Regions from separate parts of the Mus musculus genome. Here regions 1, 2, 3 and 5 are each linked to region 4. The links are chromatin contacts, called in public Hi-C, HiChIP or PLAC-seq and Micro-C maps. All regions are on one chromosome and are shown on one strand. The core of a region is the stretch at or near the end of the contact, and the rest is flanking DNA. Distances in the headings are between cores, read along the strand shown. Region 1 holds the start of Rcn3 (reticulocalbin 3, EF-hand calcium binding domain). Region 2 holds the start of Bcat2 (branched chain aminotransferase 2, mitochondrial). Region 3 holds the start of Pth2 (parathyroid hormone 2). Region 4 holds the start of Trpm4 (transient receptor potential cation channel, subfamily M, member 4). Region 5 holds the start of Slc17a7 (solute carrier family 17 (sodium-dependent inorganic phosphate cotransporter), member 7).

What was found. A called contact is a pair of places that touch in the nucleus more often than the background predicts. HiChIP or PLAC-seq counts read pairs in DNA pulled down with a chosen protein or histone mark.
Region 1: a Micro-C map of embryonic stem cells shows a contact between it and region 4, with 1.9 times the contacts expected there. The contact joins the promoter of Rcn3 here to the promoter of Trpm4 in region 4. A contact is called at or near these places in 8 of 39 promoter capture datasets (3T3-L1-derived adipocytes, the C10 cell line, cranial neural crest and 4 more), 2 of 484 Hi-C or Micro-C datasets (cortical neurons and embryonic stem cells), 4 of 115 datasets of contacts at active chromatin or transcription factors (astrocytes, bone marrow-derived macrophages, embryonic hindbrain and 1 more) and 1 of 9 other capture datasets (liver).
Region 2: a Hi-C map of olfactory sensory neurons shows a contact between it and region 4, with 4 times the contacts expected there. The contact joins the promoter of Bcat2 here to the promoter of Trpm4 in region 4. A contact is called at or near these places in 7 of 39 promoter capture datasets (the 3T3-L1 cell line, hippocampal neurons, maxillary cranial neural crest and 4 more), 4 of 484 Hi-C or Micro-C datasets (embryonic stem cells, growing oocytes and olfactory sensory neurons), 7 of 115 datasets of contacts at active chromatin or transcription factors (bone marrow-derived macrophages, embryonic stem cells, large pre-B cells and 1 more) and 3 of 9 other capture datasets (adipose tissue, liver and pancreatic islet).
Region 3: a contact with region 4 is called in a Hi-C map of bone marrow-derived macrophages, with 36 read pairs. The contact joins the promoter of Pth2 here to the promoter of Trpm4 in region 4. A contact is called at or near these places in 6 of 39 promoter capture datasets (the C10 cell line, the SN4741 cell line, cranial neural crest and 3 more), 5 of 484 Hi-C or Micro-C datasets (CD4 T cells, bone marrow-derived macrophages, cerebral cortex and 1 more), 6 of 115 datasets of contacts at active chromatin or transcription factors (the 230-238 cell line, bone marrow-derived macrophages, embryonic forebrain and 2 more) and 3 of 9 other capture datasets (adipose tissue, liver and pancreatic islet).
Region 5: a contact with region 4 is called in an H3K4me3 HiChIP or PLAC-seq map of forebrain, with 2.9 times the contacts expected there. The contact joins the promoter of Slc17a7 here to the promoter of Trpm4 in region 4. A contact is called at or near these places in 12 of 39 promoter capture datasets (the 3T3-L1 cell line, the C10 cell line, the HPC-7 cell line and 8 more), 8 of 484 Hi-C or Micro-C datasets (CD4 T cells, bone marrow-derived macrophages, cerebral cortex and 4 more), 19 of 115 datasets of contacts at active chromatin or transcription factors (the 230-238 cell line, the NIH/3T3 cell line, astrocytes and 12 more) and 4 of 9 other capture datasets (adipose tissue, liver, macrophages and 1 more).

What each region holds. Positions count from the first base shown.
Region 1 is chr7:45,090,799-45,093,498 of GRCm38.p6, reverse strand. Rcn3 (reticulocalbin 3, EF-hand calcium binding domain) reads left to right here and starts at 1,286. Exons shown (of 7, transcript NM_026555.2): 1 at 1,286-1,403; 2 at 1,811-2,058. The coding sequence starts at 1,817. Fcgrt (Fc receptor, IgG, alpha chain transporter) reads left to right here. Exons shown (of 7, transcript NM_010189.3): 7 at 144-506. The coding sequence ends at 253.
Region 2 is chr7:45,568,796-45,571,519 of GRCm38.p6, reverse strand. It overlaps Bcat2 (branched chain aminotransferase 2, mitochondrial), which reads right to left and starts at 1,367. Exons shown (of 11, transcript NM_009737.3): 1 at 1,121-1,367. The coding sequence starts at 1,144. 0610005C13Rik (RIKEN cDNA 0610005C13 gene) reads left to right here. Exons shown (of 5, transcript NR_038166.1): 4 at 328-534.
Region 3 is chr7:45,179,573-45,182,272 of GRCm38.p6, reverse strand. Pth2 (parathyroid hormone 2) reads right to left here and starts at 1,278. Exons shown (of 3, transcript NM_053256.2): 1 at 1,082-1,278; 2 at 852-982; 3 at 435-675. The coding sequence starts at 979. The coding sequence ends at 501. It overlaps Gfy (golgi-associated olfactory signaling regulator), which reads left to right and starts at 2,676. Exons shown (of 5, transcript NM_001195255.1): 1 at 2,676-2,700.
Region 4 is chr7:45,332,519-45,335,218 of GRCm38.p6, reverse strand. Trpm4 (transient receptor potential cation channel, subfamily M, member 4) reads left to right here and starts at 1,439. Exons shown (of 25, transcript NM_175130.4): 1 at 1,439-1,532; 2 at 1,767-1,837. The coding sequence starts at 1,509.
Region 5 is chr7:45,162,559-45,165,351 of GRCm38.p6, reverse strand. It overlaps Slc17a7 (solute carrier family 17 (sodium-dependent inorganic phosphate cotransporter), member 7), which reads right to left and starts at 1,431. Exons shown (of 12, transcript NM_182993.2): 1 at 1,208-1,431. The coding sequence starts at 1,269.

The DNA.
Region 1 (2,700 bases), core at 37-2,536, 240 kb after region 4:
AGGCAGAGAGATAATAGAGACAAAAGAGTCCCTGACCACCCTGGGAAAAGAGATGGGAACAGAGACCATAGCGTGACCCTGTCAGGTGTGTTGGGTGGGTGAGACCTTAGATACTTGTGCTGACCTCTGTTCCTCTCTCTCAGCCCCATGGCTTTCTCTCAGCGGCGATGACTCTGGTGACCTGTTGCCTGGTGGGAACTTGCCCCCAGAAGCTGAACCTCAAGGTGCAAATGCCTTTCCAGCCACTTCCTGATGCAGACTCGGGCCCCCTGCCCACTGCAGCCTTTCGGGCTGTGTGACCTCCTGAACTGTCTCCGAGCCTCCTGAGGGAGCCTGGGCCCGATGTCCTCCCATGGATCCCTGCTTTTGTGGCCTGCTTCAGTTTCCCTTCTTAATGTACATGGTTGTTTTCCATCTCCACATAAATTTGGCCCCAAATCTGTGTGTGCATCGTTATTCTCAAGTTTCAAGCAGCTGGAATAAATTGAACGCGTCTGGGAAAGATCATATAGACACCTCTTGATTGCTATCGTGCAGCCTGGCCATTTTATAGACCGAGTTGTGTATGTGATACCTACACTGTACCAGGCATTGCTTCTCTTCTTTTTCTTCCTTCCTTCCTTCCTTCCTTCCTTCCTTCCTTCCTTCCTTCCTTCCTTTCTTTCTTTTCCTTCTTTTCTTTCTTTCTTTCTTTCTTTCTTTCTTTCTTTCTTTCCTTCCTTCTTTCTTTTTTTTTTTTTTTAACATTTATTTATTTTATGTATCTGAGTACACTGCAGCTGTCTTCAGACACACCAGAAGAGGGCATTGGATTCCATTACAGATGGTTAGCCACCATGTGGTTGCTGGGACTTGAACTCTGGTCCTCTGGAAGAACAGTCAGTGCTCTTAATTGCAGAGCCATCTCTCCAGCCGCGCTCCCCCCCCACCCCCCCCTTTTTTTTTTAAAGACAAGGGTCTCTCTACGTCGTCCTGGCTGGCGGCAAACTCATAGAGACAGACTGCTTCTGTCTCCCAAGTGAGCCAACCAAACCCGACCTCCTCTTTTCTGAAACGGATCTAAGAAATGGAAAGAGTTTTTAAAAAATACATTCCCCTTAATCCCCTGGGGCCAGAGACTCTGGAGGTGGTCGTGCAAGTCGGCCCATATGTTTGCTGGGAGTTGTAGTTCAATATCAGCCTTATCGCCCACCACGCCTTCGGGTCTGGAGCTCGGCCTTGTGGACGTGGCAAGGGGGTCGTCATTGGCTCCGCCCCTGAGGCTTTCCTGCGCAGTCATTGGTCAGAGGGCGGCAGCCTCTGGACGGCTGGTGGAGGAGCTTAACTGGAACCTGGCCAGGTTGGGCATCTTTGTGCGAAAGCAGAGCTCAGCGTAGGGAGCTAACTCAGGCCGGGTAACAGAGGTGTGGTGGGGTGATGGTGGGGTGAAGGTGGGGTGGGTGGAAGGGTGGGGGTCGCGGTCCAGCCTGGGGGCAGCACAGAGGAGCCTGCATGATGCTTTCGGCCACCACCATGCCCTGAACTTTGGGTGGGACATGCGCCACGTCTCTAACTGAAATACCCCCTTTCTGCTCTGAGACTCCTCTGAGGCTCGGATTCCACCCCCAGAGGTTGTTTTGCCTTTAAATTCTCTATTCTTTTTGCCGACTTTTCTTGAGCCCAAAACTTTTTGCAGCCTGCGCTTTTATCGGCCCTGCCTTAGGCAGCCTCCTCTACTCCGCCCCCTTCAAAGTTCTCCCACATTATCTCTGGTTCAGACACCCCCCGCCCCCAGTCTTATCCCTGACCGCTGGTCCTCACCTCTCCTCAGGAACCGATGATGTGGCGATGGTCGTTTCTGTTGCTTCTCTTACTGCTGAGGCACTGGGCCCTCGGGAAGCCATCCCCTGATGCAGGACCTCATGGCCAGGATAGGGTCCATCATGGAACCCCCCTGAGCGAGGCCCCCCACGATGACGCCCACGGGAATTTCCAGTACGACCATGAGGCGTTCCTGGGACGAGACGTGGCCAAGGAATTTGACAAACTCAGCCCAGAGGAAAGCCAGGCCCGACTTGGGTAGGAGGATGGCGGGGGAGCGGGGCAGAAGTGGGAGGTGGGGAGAGAGAAGTTAACTGAAAAGACAAAACTGTGGCACTCACCTCCTGGGAGAAGGCGGAGCTAAACCTGAGGCTGTGGGGGACCTGCGTCACCAACCCCTGGGTTCCCCTCTACCTCAGTCCCCCCTATGCCTCTGTCTGGACTTCCCTCTTCTCTCTTCTAAACGGGACGCCGACTCTCGGTAGAGACTGAAGACAAGGGATTTGAGGAAGATGCCAAGGTCAGAGATCAGGTTGACCTGGGATGAGTGATGCCAACTGGACTGGACGGGCTTGCCCCGTTTCTAGGTGACAGATACAGTCAGCATGGGCCCGGGACAAGAAGGCCACTCGTGCAAATATGCTTGATTATTTTCATTGTTATTAGTACTTTGAGATCGAATTTCATTTGTGGAACTAGCTAGTCTGAAATTCACTCTGTAGACGAGACTGGTCCTGAATTCAGAAATCCGTCTGCCTCTGCCTCCCGAGTGCTGAGATTAAAGATCTGCGTCTTTAATGTGATGGCAATTTCTAATTTTAAACTGGGCAAATAGTAGCAGGGCAGAGCTGGAGAGAGAGGAGCCCCAAATTGATCAGCCCATCTAGGGAAGTGGGCAGA
Region 2 (2,724 bases), core at 118-2,617, 240 kb before region 4:
TTCAAAGTGTCTCCATTACAGGGTAAAACTGTCTTCAGAACCCAGTTCTGTCCCATTAGAATTAGAGATTGGTCCAGTATGGCAATGCTGTATCCATCCAAGGCCACCACACAGTCAGAGCCTAGATTCTTGTCCCCGTCATATCCCAAGACCATCTGCATAGAACATTTCTGTCTGTCACTAAGAACTGGGGGACTTAAAGGTTTGTTCAGGAATTCGCCAGCCTGGAGCGAGAACTTCTGATAAGCAGGTGGGAGCTAACAGCAAACGCTTTCCCCCAAGGTTATGGCCAGCTGTTTCCACACTTATTTATCACGTTCTCTTAAGATCACAGACTCTCAAGCTCAGCAGTGGTGGCCCAGGACTTTAATTCTAGGACTCAGAAGGCAGAGGCGGGCAGAGTTCGAGGCCAACCTGGTGGTCTACAGAGCAACGGGACAGCTGGGAGTATGCAGTGAAACCCTACCTCGAAAAGACAAACAAACAAACGAAATATCATAGATTCTCCATCTATGACACCGCTTGACACCATCGGTAAGCACTGACTGAAGTCTTCTGGTCTGGAGGATCTTTTATCATTTTGACAGACAGAAACTTGACTGGGATTACAAAACCAGGTACAGAGAGCCTCAGACACTGCACACATCGACATGTGCTTTTTGTTCCAAGAAATAAGATCTTGGGTTCAATTCCCACCCAAGACCCTGCGCCAAGCCATACACTAAGTCCCAAGAGGTCCTGGGCCCCTTGTCTAAAGGAACCCAAGAGCAACTGGTCCTTAACACACACAGGCTGCATGCCCCAGCCACAACTTCCCCGCATCCACCCCACCCTGTACTTCTCCCATTATAGTCCTCCTCCATGGCTCCCCACGTCCGAGCTCCCGGTTCAGGCACCTCTCGCGCCCCACTCCTGTCTACCCATTCTGCCGCCCGCCCGTTATAGCCCCGTCTTTCTTCCCAAGGGGGGGTCCATCCGCCTCCGTGCTGGGCAGCGGAACCCGAGGCACAGAGGAATGACGCCAAGCCGGAAAGGCTGCGCGCCAGTGGTCCACCCGGAAGTGCGCCCCCCCCGCATCAGGTCCCCCAGAGCCCCCAGCGCCGGCCGGCCACGCACCCACCTGTCCTAGTGTGGCTGCAGCCATGATCCGGTGTGTGCGGCTGGTGACTGTGCCCGCCTGGGGCGCGGCCTGGTGAAAGGCATTCGGGCCCCGCCCTGCTCACGCCCCCTCCCGCAGATGGCTGCTGTGTCGAGCCTCACTTCTGCCAGGCCGTCCTTAGTTCTGGGACCACAGGGACCCAGGCTCTGCTGTGAAGATCCTGCGCGGGAACGGTCCCGACCTGCCGCACTCTCTCCCTCCTCGCCTCCACCCTACCCTGCTCTACCACAGCCACACTCACTCCCAGCTAGGCATTTACTTTGGCTTTTGTTTGGCATCTGAGTATGGAATCCGTGGGCTCGTGAATGTTTGGGAAGCGCTCTAACCCCTGGGAACAGATCCAGACCTCTAAATTTTGTATATGTCGCCGAGCATGGTGGCACACGTCTTAAGCTCAGCGTTTGGGAGACAGGTGGAAGGATCTCTGTGAGTCCAAAACCATTCTGAGCCACCTAATTAGTTCCAAGCCAGCCAGGGCTATCTGGTAAGACCCTGCCTTAAAACACTGCCTCCCAGCACTCGAGGCAGAGGCAGGAGGATTTCTGAGTTCGAGGCCAGCCTGGTCTACAAAGTGAGTTCCAGGACAGCCAGGGCTACACAGAGAAACCCTGTCTCGAAAAACAAACAAACAAAAAAAAGAGGTTGGAAAGAGGGCGCAACAGTTAAAAGTACTGGGCTGCTCTTAGAGAGGACCGGGCTTGGTTCCTAGCACCCACATAGCTCATAAGTGCCTGTAACTCCAGTTCCAAGGGATTCTGTGCCCTCTTCCGAGTTCCACAGGCACCGGCATGCACATGATACACTAACATATGTGCAGGCAATACACATACACAAAAAGTTTAAAACATTTTTTCTTTCTTCTATCTATCTATCTATCTATCTATCTATCTAGAGACAGTGTTTCTCTGTGTAGCCCAGGTTGTCCTAGAACTAGCTCGGTAAGTAAACCAGGTTGTCCTCAGACTTACAGAGATCCTCCTGCCTCTGCCTCCAAAGCTGAAATTAAAGGTGTGCCACCACTGCTTGCTATAAAACGCTTTTCTAAAAATAAAGCAAGAACAACAATGCACATTCACAGGAACTATCATCAGTGGCAAAGCGGGCCAGACGGCTTTGATAAAAAGGAACAGCGCAGCCGGGTGTGGTGGCGCATGCCTTTAATCCTAGCACTTGGGAGGCAGAGGCAGGTGAATTTTGAGTTCGAGGCCAACTCTGTCTACAGAGTGAGTTCCAGGCCAGCCAGGGCTACACAGAGAAACCCTGTCTCAAAAAACCAAAAAAAAAAAAAAAAAAGAAACAGTTCACTGTAAATGCCAGTGGATCAGAGAAAGTGTACTTTAAGCCAGGCCTAGCTGAGGCAGGAGGTTTGTTGCAAATAAAAAAGCACCCTAAGTGAGAAAGCTAAACTCTTGTCTCAAATGAGACAAAAAGAAATAGGACTTTGGAGAAAGATGATGGCTAGAAGCTAAGACGCCTCACTCTGCACAAGGAGATAACATGTTCATTGTAATTCTGAGATAAGTGCTTGAGTACACACACAGAGGGGGGTGTGTATGTGTTCTCAG
Region 3 (2,700 bases), core at 29-2,528, 150 kb after region 4:
GCCGCGGGCTCTGCTTAGTTTCCTTATCCGGCACCTGCCGCGGTCCAGCTCGGAACTGCTGGAGCCCTCCCCGGCCGATAAACACGAGGCCCAAAAAGGTTATGAAATCCCGACCCAGCAGGATATGGTGACGCTTGCCTTTAATCCTAGCACTTGGGAGGCAGAGGCAGGCGAAGCTCTCGAGCTCAAGGCCAGCCTGGTCTACAGAGTGAGTTCCAGGACAGCCAGGGCTACACAGAGAAACCCTGTCTCGGAAGAATAATCCCTCCCCCCCCCCCAAAAAAAACCGGACCAAAACAGAGCTGGATCAGGGACCCACGGGCGAGGGAATCCAGAGAGAACAAGAGTCTCGAGGCAGATGACCCAAGAGGGAACCCGGAGAAGCGAGGATGCGGAGGGTCCCGGTTGCAGTGAGGCTGTGGGGCCCCCTCCCCACACACCCACAAGAGAGTGGCGCAGCAAAGAGGCGCAGTCGCAGTGCGACAGGCTCTTTATTAGGCTCAGGGCGCGTCCAGTAGCAACAGCTTCTGCATGTAAGAGTCCAGCCAGCGGCGGCGCTCCAGGGCGGCCAGCAGGCGCGCGCGCTCCCGAAAGGCCGCGTCGTCAGCTAGCGCCAGGCTGCGCCGAGACAGGGGGCTACCCAAGCCCGCCCAGGCACGACCCGGGGCGCGGAGGCTGGGGGAAGAGAGATGTGATTGCGCGCTAGGCCCCACAGGCCACCGCGGGTCCCCACTGCAGTCCGACGCTAAGCACCCCTGCCCTCCCCAACTCCCCGCATGCGGTATCTTGCCTTCCTTTGGGGCGGGGGGTCCTCTCCTCCCTTCTTTGGGTGTCCGGGACCTCACACCTACCTGAACACACCAGCGAGGGGCAGGGCAACACCTGAGGCAGGGCCAGTGCCCCAGGGCACAAGCAGTAGCAGCAGCAAAAGCAGCAACAGCCGCTCTCGGGGGCTCCTGGACATCTGGCAGGTCTCCATCACCTGTGGATACAGGGGCCAGAATCTCAATGTCATCATCCCGCCCAGAAGCCTAGGGCCCACAATCCAACCCTGCCACCAGCCTCCTACAGGACCCCCTACCGTGCAGTGGGCTCAGGCAGCTATGCTCACGCCCCTTTTATATACCCTCACAGCCCCCGCGGCGGCAGTGACGCAGGCCGGGCTGGGGGCGCGGGGTCACTCCACCCCACGCTCATTAGGAGCCGCCAGCGGTAATGAGAAGCCTGGTGGGGCCCTGCGCTGCCGTGGCCAACACCAACTAATTGGGACCCAGAGCTAGTACTGAAGAAGGGGGGGTGGTGGTACAGACAGAGAGGTGGACACAAGGGGTGTGTCAGAGGGATAAAAATAGAGACTGGAGAGGGGGACCATCAGAGCACAAGTCGAGAACACAAGAGAGAGGCAGGAAAGAGAGCAGAGGGACACAAGGGAGAAAGACAGAAAAGAAATAACCTCCAGACAGAAGGGCAAAGACAAGATGCCTAGGAAGGGAAAAGCAAGAAGGAAGAGAGGAAGGCTGAGAAGAGAGGGTGTGGAAAGGAGCTGGTCAGGAGAGAGCCAGGGACAAGAGAGAGACAGAGAGAAAGAGAGACAGAGAGAGACAGAGACAGAGAGAGAGGCAGGCGGTGGTAGTGTGCAAACAGGTGAAGTCACCACCGTGAAATGGGACACAGGAGGCCCTGGGCTTCCACTGGGAAAAGTCTTTCCCTCCCTACAAGGGACATGGGGGTATGGTGAAGATTAGGGCCAACCATTCATACCTGGCATGTTTCAAGGGGGCTCCCAAGGCCACCCTATGGTGCCGTACACTCAGGAGGCAGAAACAACCACTGCAGATTTGAGGCCTGTGTATGCTACATATTAAGACTGTCTTAAAGAGGGGTGGGGTGGGGGTAAAGAGCAACACCCTCTTCCCGTATCATGGGCAAGGGAACAGGCCCTGGATTCCTACCTCCACAGAGATGAGGAGCCAAACTTGGAATCCCAAACAGAAAGGTGGTCCAGACAGGGCCCCCCACTTCTATGTTCCGAAAGCCTGGATTCCTGGATTCTTCAGTCTGAAGAGAGCAGTATGGCCTGGTGAGGTTAGACTAAAAAGGTACCAGGGACTCAGATCCTTAGATTTGAGTGGGGAGTGGGAGAGGACATAGAACTCATTTTTACTTACTTTGTATTTTGGGACAAGGTTTCTCTGTGTAGCCCTGGCTGCCCTGGAACTTGCTCTGTAGGCCAGGCTGGCCTAGAACCCAGATCCACTGGCCTCTGTCTCCCAAGTGCTAGGATTAAAGGTGTGCTCCACCACCACCCAGCTGGATTTTGTGTCTGTTGGGTTGATAGTTTTGTTCTGTGTGTGTATATTTGACTGGTTGGGTTTTATTTTTGTTTTAGAGTTTCTGTAGCTCAGGCTGTCCTGGGTCTCACTAAGTCACCCAAGCTTGCTTTGAACTCATAATCCTCTTGCCTGTGCCTTCTGCGAGCAGGGATCCCAGGCCTGTATCATCACACCATGCCAAACCCTCACTGCAAAGAGATCACAGCTTGGTCCAATTCTAACTTCCTTTTCTACCTTATCGATGAGATCCTATGTCTCTGTCCCTTTAAGAATCCCAGCCTGTTGCTATGCTCTCAGGATTCCCCAGGGAGGGGGTCAGGTGCGTCACCTGTCACCTGTGTGCCTCTGGGACCCTACTGCCTGTTCC
Region 4 (2,700 bases), core at 190-2,689:
ACTGCTGGACCAATGGGGTCTGTCCCCTCCCCTTCTTGCTGCTAAATTTATCCAGAGCCTAAGTTATTCTGGTCACTCCCTGCCTGCCCCTCCCCTCCTGTTCCTCTGGCTCAGGACTGGGTGGTGGAGGGGTCTTCATGGCGGGGGCGGGGGGGGGGAGGCAGGGACGTGACAAGCTCAAGTTTGGCATTTTTAGCACAAAGGCTGAACGTTTAGAGTGTCTTGCTGGGAAAGCCTGGGGCTCTGGGAGAGGAGGATGCAGGAGCAGAGGGCCCCCTGCAAGGTAAACACTGGGAAGCGTGCAGGCAGAATGGGACATTCGGTGTGACAGTGGTGTCCTGCAGAAGCTGTGGAAGACAGTGAAGGAATACTGTGCCCAACACCCCATGACCTCCTCTCACTGGAACTCAGATCTGGGGACAGGGGACCAGACCAGTGCTATAAATACAACAGGGGGGAGGTGCTGGGGGCTCAGGTTACTAGGCCTCAGCTGTCCCCACCAAAGGGACTTGGCTGCAAACAGGTGTCACTGCCTTCTCTGCTGGTCAGTGTCACCCACCCCACACTTGTCAGTATATCCACCGTCTTTGAGTTTTTGTCCTTTATGAGTCAACCCCCCCCCCCCCATTATAGTCACTGTTCTGAGCTTCCGTGTTTCTTCTCAGGATTCTAACCTCTCCTCTCCTACTGTGTCTTCCCTGATCCTTCTCTTTGATTCTTCTCTCTCTCTCTTTCTGTGTGTGTGTGTCTGTCTGTCTGTTTCTCTGTGTGTGTCTGTCTGTCTCTGTGTGTGTGTGCCTGTCTCTCTGTGTGTCTGTCTGTCTCTGTGTGTGTGTCTGTGTTTGTCTCTGTCTCTCCTCTGTGTGTGTGTGTTTTCTCTCTCTCTGTCTCTCTCTTTCTCCCTGTATCTCTGTCTCTGTGTGTGTGTCTCTCTCTCTAGTTCTCTCTGTGTCTCTGTTCTCTCTGTCTCTCCTCTCTGAATCTGGGACTCTGTTGCTCTATCACTTTGTATTTCTATCTGTCTCTAACTATCTCTGGATATCTCATTCTTTTTCTGTATTGCTGTCTTCATATTCTCTCTCTCTCTCTCTCTCTCTCTCTCTCTCTCTCTCTCTCTCTCTCTCTCTCTGGGTCTCTGCCCCCTTTTCTTTCTCTGGGTCCCTCTCTTAGTTTCTGTCTCTCTCTCTCTGGGTCTTTCTCTCAGTCTCTGTCTCTCCGAATCTATGTTTGTCCCATGGCTGACATCTATCGTGTGCCCCACTCTGCTTCCTTCGTTCCTCCGCTTGCTCTGCCTTCCAACTCTCGGTCTTTCTTGTCCCCCAAACCGACCCCATCACTGGTTTGGCAGCAGAGTTTGTCCCTCCTCCGCAGCCGCCCTCTCCCCGCCTCCCGTGACGTGTCCCGGGACTCCCCGCCCCGGGCTGGGCTGCGAAGTTGCGGATCCGGTTTGGTCGGGCGGGTCGGCGGCTGGAGGAAATACACGGAGCCTCAGGGGCTGCGGCAGCAGCATGGTGGGGCCGGAGAAGGAGCAGGTATCGCACAGCGTGGGGCTGGGAGTGAGTGGGGTCCAGAGGCGGAGCCAGCTCCGGGGATCCGGGTCAGATGCTGCAGTGGCTGGACCAGGAGTTCCCAGACCGAGCTGCGTGGGTTCCTGGCTGAGCCCGAGGGAGGAGTTCCCAGTGTGTCCCGTGGGCGCGCGGGGTTGTCTTCGAATCCTGTGGGTCTGACTCGACTCCCTGCCCTGCCCTTCTTGTTCCGGTTCTCAGAGCTGGATCCCTAAGATCTTCAGGAAGAAGGTGTGCACGACGTTCATAGTGGACCTCTCCGATGATGCGGGGTGAGCAGTTCGGGGCTGCTGACCTGGCAGCGTAGGTTCGCGGGCCCTGCCCCACTGCAGACAGGCTCCGCCCCCATAGACTGGACTCGCCCCACTCAACGCAGACAAGGGTGCCCACCACAGACTGACCTTCACTGCCTACCGCAGGAGGTCTTGGTGCACAGACACACCCCACCCACCACAGAAGTCTCAGCTCAACACACTCAGACCCCGCCCACTAAGGACCTTCCCGCCTTCACTTGAGACAGACCCCTCCCCCTGCCCTTGTTTTGGGCCACCCTGCTTAGGGCACGCCCCGAATTCTTCATTCCCCTCTAGGTGGGGATCCATTCTGTGTCTTTGTGTCTCTGTCTCTTTGTGTCATTTGTCTCTGCTTCGGCTTTCTGTGTCATCCCGGCTCAGCGAGCATAGCCACACAGCCCTGCCAGCCTTACATAGCTCTGCAGCTTTGGGATAGTAATTCCCTTCTAGGGCTGCGCTTGTCACCTGGGCACAGAACAGCTCCTCCCTTCTGGGGCCGCTGTGCAAACTAAACAAGGTCACTCTGGGACATTTCTGGAACTCTGCCCATCACCTAATAACATCTAATAAACATCCGGGAATATCTGCAACTCCCATGAGAAGAAGAGGGCAATTGCCACTGCAAGCTGTGCTGTGCTGTAGGTGGCAGGGGACAGGAGCAAGCCCTATAGGCTTCTTGGCTGCATGCTTAGTCTCCCTAGCGGGGTCCAGCTTTAACTCAGTTCTCAGGGTAGACTTTTGGCCTTGGGGCAGTGACACCTGATTTCCTTAGTGTGACTTTATCAGGAGCCTGTTGTCCCACCAGTGTGGGACAGGAAAATGTTGTATAAATAAACAGAGAT
Region 5 (2,793 bases), core at 182-2,681, 170 kb after region 4:
AAAAAGGGTGGGGAGGGGCTGGGAATTGGAAAATGAAGAGGTGAAGCTGTCTCAGCTCCCCCCTCCACAGCTCGCCTCCCCCCCACCCCCCGCCGCCACATACACACACTGCACCTTCCTGCCTTCCTCTGTCCACCTCATCCCTCTCATGTTACTAGAGGTTGGGGTTAACTTTGGATCTAGGAGGTGAGGTACAGCAAGCTGGACCATCACTAGCATAATCCTCGGGTGGCCCAGTAAGATGGACTGAGGAACATGTAAAGGTGGACTAGGGCCCTGTGTGGAGGGCACTATGCCCACGAGGCCATCTCCTCCCCGCACTGTGGATAGATATTTTTAGGCCTCTCAAGAGCTGAGTAATTTCTCTGACTTGGAGCCAGAGCTGGGGTTGGGGGTGAGAGGCTGGGAGGTGTCCAGGCTACCTCAAGGGACACTGGGGTCACTAGAATCATGGCCCTTGGTGGGAGCAAATATCGCCCAGTTCTAGCTTATATCCCTTGGGAAGTCCATATTACCCGCAAGATTAATTTGGTTTTGTGGCCTGAAACTCCCTTCATCCCCCTCACCCCCAGAACCTAGGATACCCCAGTTTTTCCCTCTCAGATTAACCCCCCTCAAGGACAAGAACTAACAGCCCCAATCCGCTTTAGCTCCAGATTAAAAGCCTCTAGGGAATGAACCTGAGAAAGAGGAGAGAGGTGGAGAGAGCCAGGGTGGGGAGATAGCGGGTGAACAGTCAGAGATGCTGAGAGAGACAGATCAAAGTGGGGACCAGAGGTCCAGGGAAGAAGAGAGGAAGGGGAATACAAGAGTCAGAGTCAGGACTGATGGACAGCTAGTGGGCGCCCGCATTGGCTCCTAATCAGAGAGAGGGGACAGACACCCAGTGGGAAGAAGAACCCAGAGAGAGGACATATCTAAAGTAAAAGACCGAGAAGACAGGTGGACAGAGATCCAGAGAATAGGGAGGGACACACAATCCCAAAGAAAAGTCGAGCCCGAGGTGCGGGGGACCAGGGGGGAGGGGGAAGCGATGATGAACTAGGCAGAGTGGAAGGACAGCACTGACAGGACGGAATCCTGAACAGATGGGTGGGCCTCCCCACATTGTGCCTGGGTGTCGCCTCTCTTCTCCCTCTGTCAGTTGCTCTCAGATGGAAAGGGGGCATCCTCATCCTTACCCTCCCAGGAACCCCACCAGGCTCACCGGTGCAGCCTCCCCAGGGCGCGCCCCGCCAGCTTCCGAAACTCCTCCTGCCGGAACTCCATGGTGGCTGTGCCCACGCGGGTCCCCTGCCAATCCCCCCGCCCGCGGGCCCGGGCGGCCGCGTCCGGGATCCCGGGGTCCGCCCCGGCCCGGCCCGGCCCCGCAGCTCCGCTCGGGGGGGAACCAGGCTGCGAGTGCCCGCTGCCCGGGGCTGTAGCGGACTCAGCGTCGGGGCGGGGCGGGGCATCCACGCCCACCAAAGGAGGCCCCACCCCTTGTAGGAAGGACCCGCCCTCTCCTTCCAACAGGCTACCTGGAGATGCTAGGCCAGTTTCTCTTGGCTTGGCTTGCAGGCTAGACCCCTCTCTCTTTCAGCTCTTCCATCCTAGAGCCTCCACCTGTCCACCCCAAGGCCACGTCCCTGGGATTGAACTCCGAGTTGCCTCGCTCCCCACTATAATACACTCCCCAGATACTCTGCACGTTCCAAGCTCTTTGAGTCTCTTCCCAGATCTCTTTGCTTCTGAGCTCTATTCCCATCCGACCTTTGGCTTGCTTCCTCTCCTTCACTCTTTTTTTCTTTAAAAAAAAAAATTTTTTTTTTGAGTGCCGCACACCTTTAATTCCAGCATTCAGGAGGCAGGCAAGTGAATCTGTGTGAATTCAAGGCACAGGCATGGGAGGCAGAGGCAGGCAAATTTCTGAGTTCGAGGCCAGCCTAGTCTACAGAGTGAGTTCCAGGACAGCCAGGGATATACAGAGAAACCCTGTCTCGAAAAAAAAAAGTTTATTCTTTTAAAGTTTAATTAGGTATGCATGTTTTGCTAGCATATTATATATCTGTGTACTATTTGTATGCCTACTGGCATTGGAGGAGATGTGACCTGCCATGTGGGTGTTTGGAGCTGAACCCAGGTCCTCTGGAGTGCAGCCTATTAGCGCTGAGCCATCTCTCCGGCCCCCTTTTTCCTTTGTTGGGCATACTGGGGATACAGGCGTGCCGCTGAACTGGACTGGCTCTCTCATTTTTCGGGTTCCACTTTTCCCCTTGAATTCACTTTTTTTTAATCTGCACCCCATCTTTCTCTCCCTGAGTTTCAACTCCCTCTCCTTCCATCCTTTTGAACTCTGCTAGCTATAACCAGGCTCACCACTACTGCCGTTCGTGCCCCATGGTGTCCTTCCTCACTTCCCAAGAGTGTGTCCGGTTGCTTAGACTCTATGATATTCTTTTGAGTCTGGGCCCCATCAACTGAGCTATGTCTCCTCCCTCTGAGTTCTGTCCCTGCTCCCCAAGTATGTTTGGAGTCCTACATACTTGCTGTCTATCTTCTGTCTCTGCCTTCTGTGCCTGGCTCCTCCCCTTGAGTCTGACTCCTTCCTCCATGTGTGTCCCAGCAGTGACTTCCACTCGGGCTCCACGATCTGTCCCCACCCACTAAGTCCTCTTTCCACCCGTAAATTCCACTCCCATCCCTTGGGGGTAACCCCAACTCTAAAATGGCCCTGAAGCACTCCACGCCAATGCTTCTCCCAGTGCATCCCAAGTTCTATGCCTTAGCAGGGTGTTGGTGTTCCCACCGTCT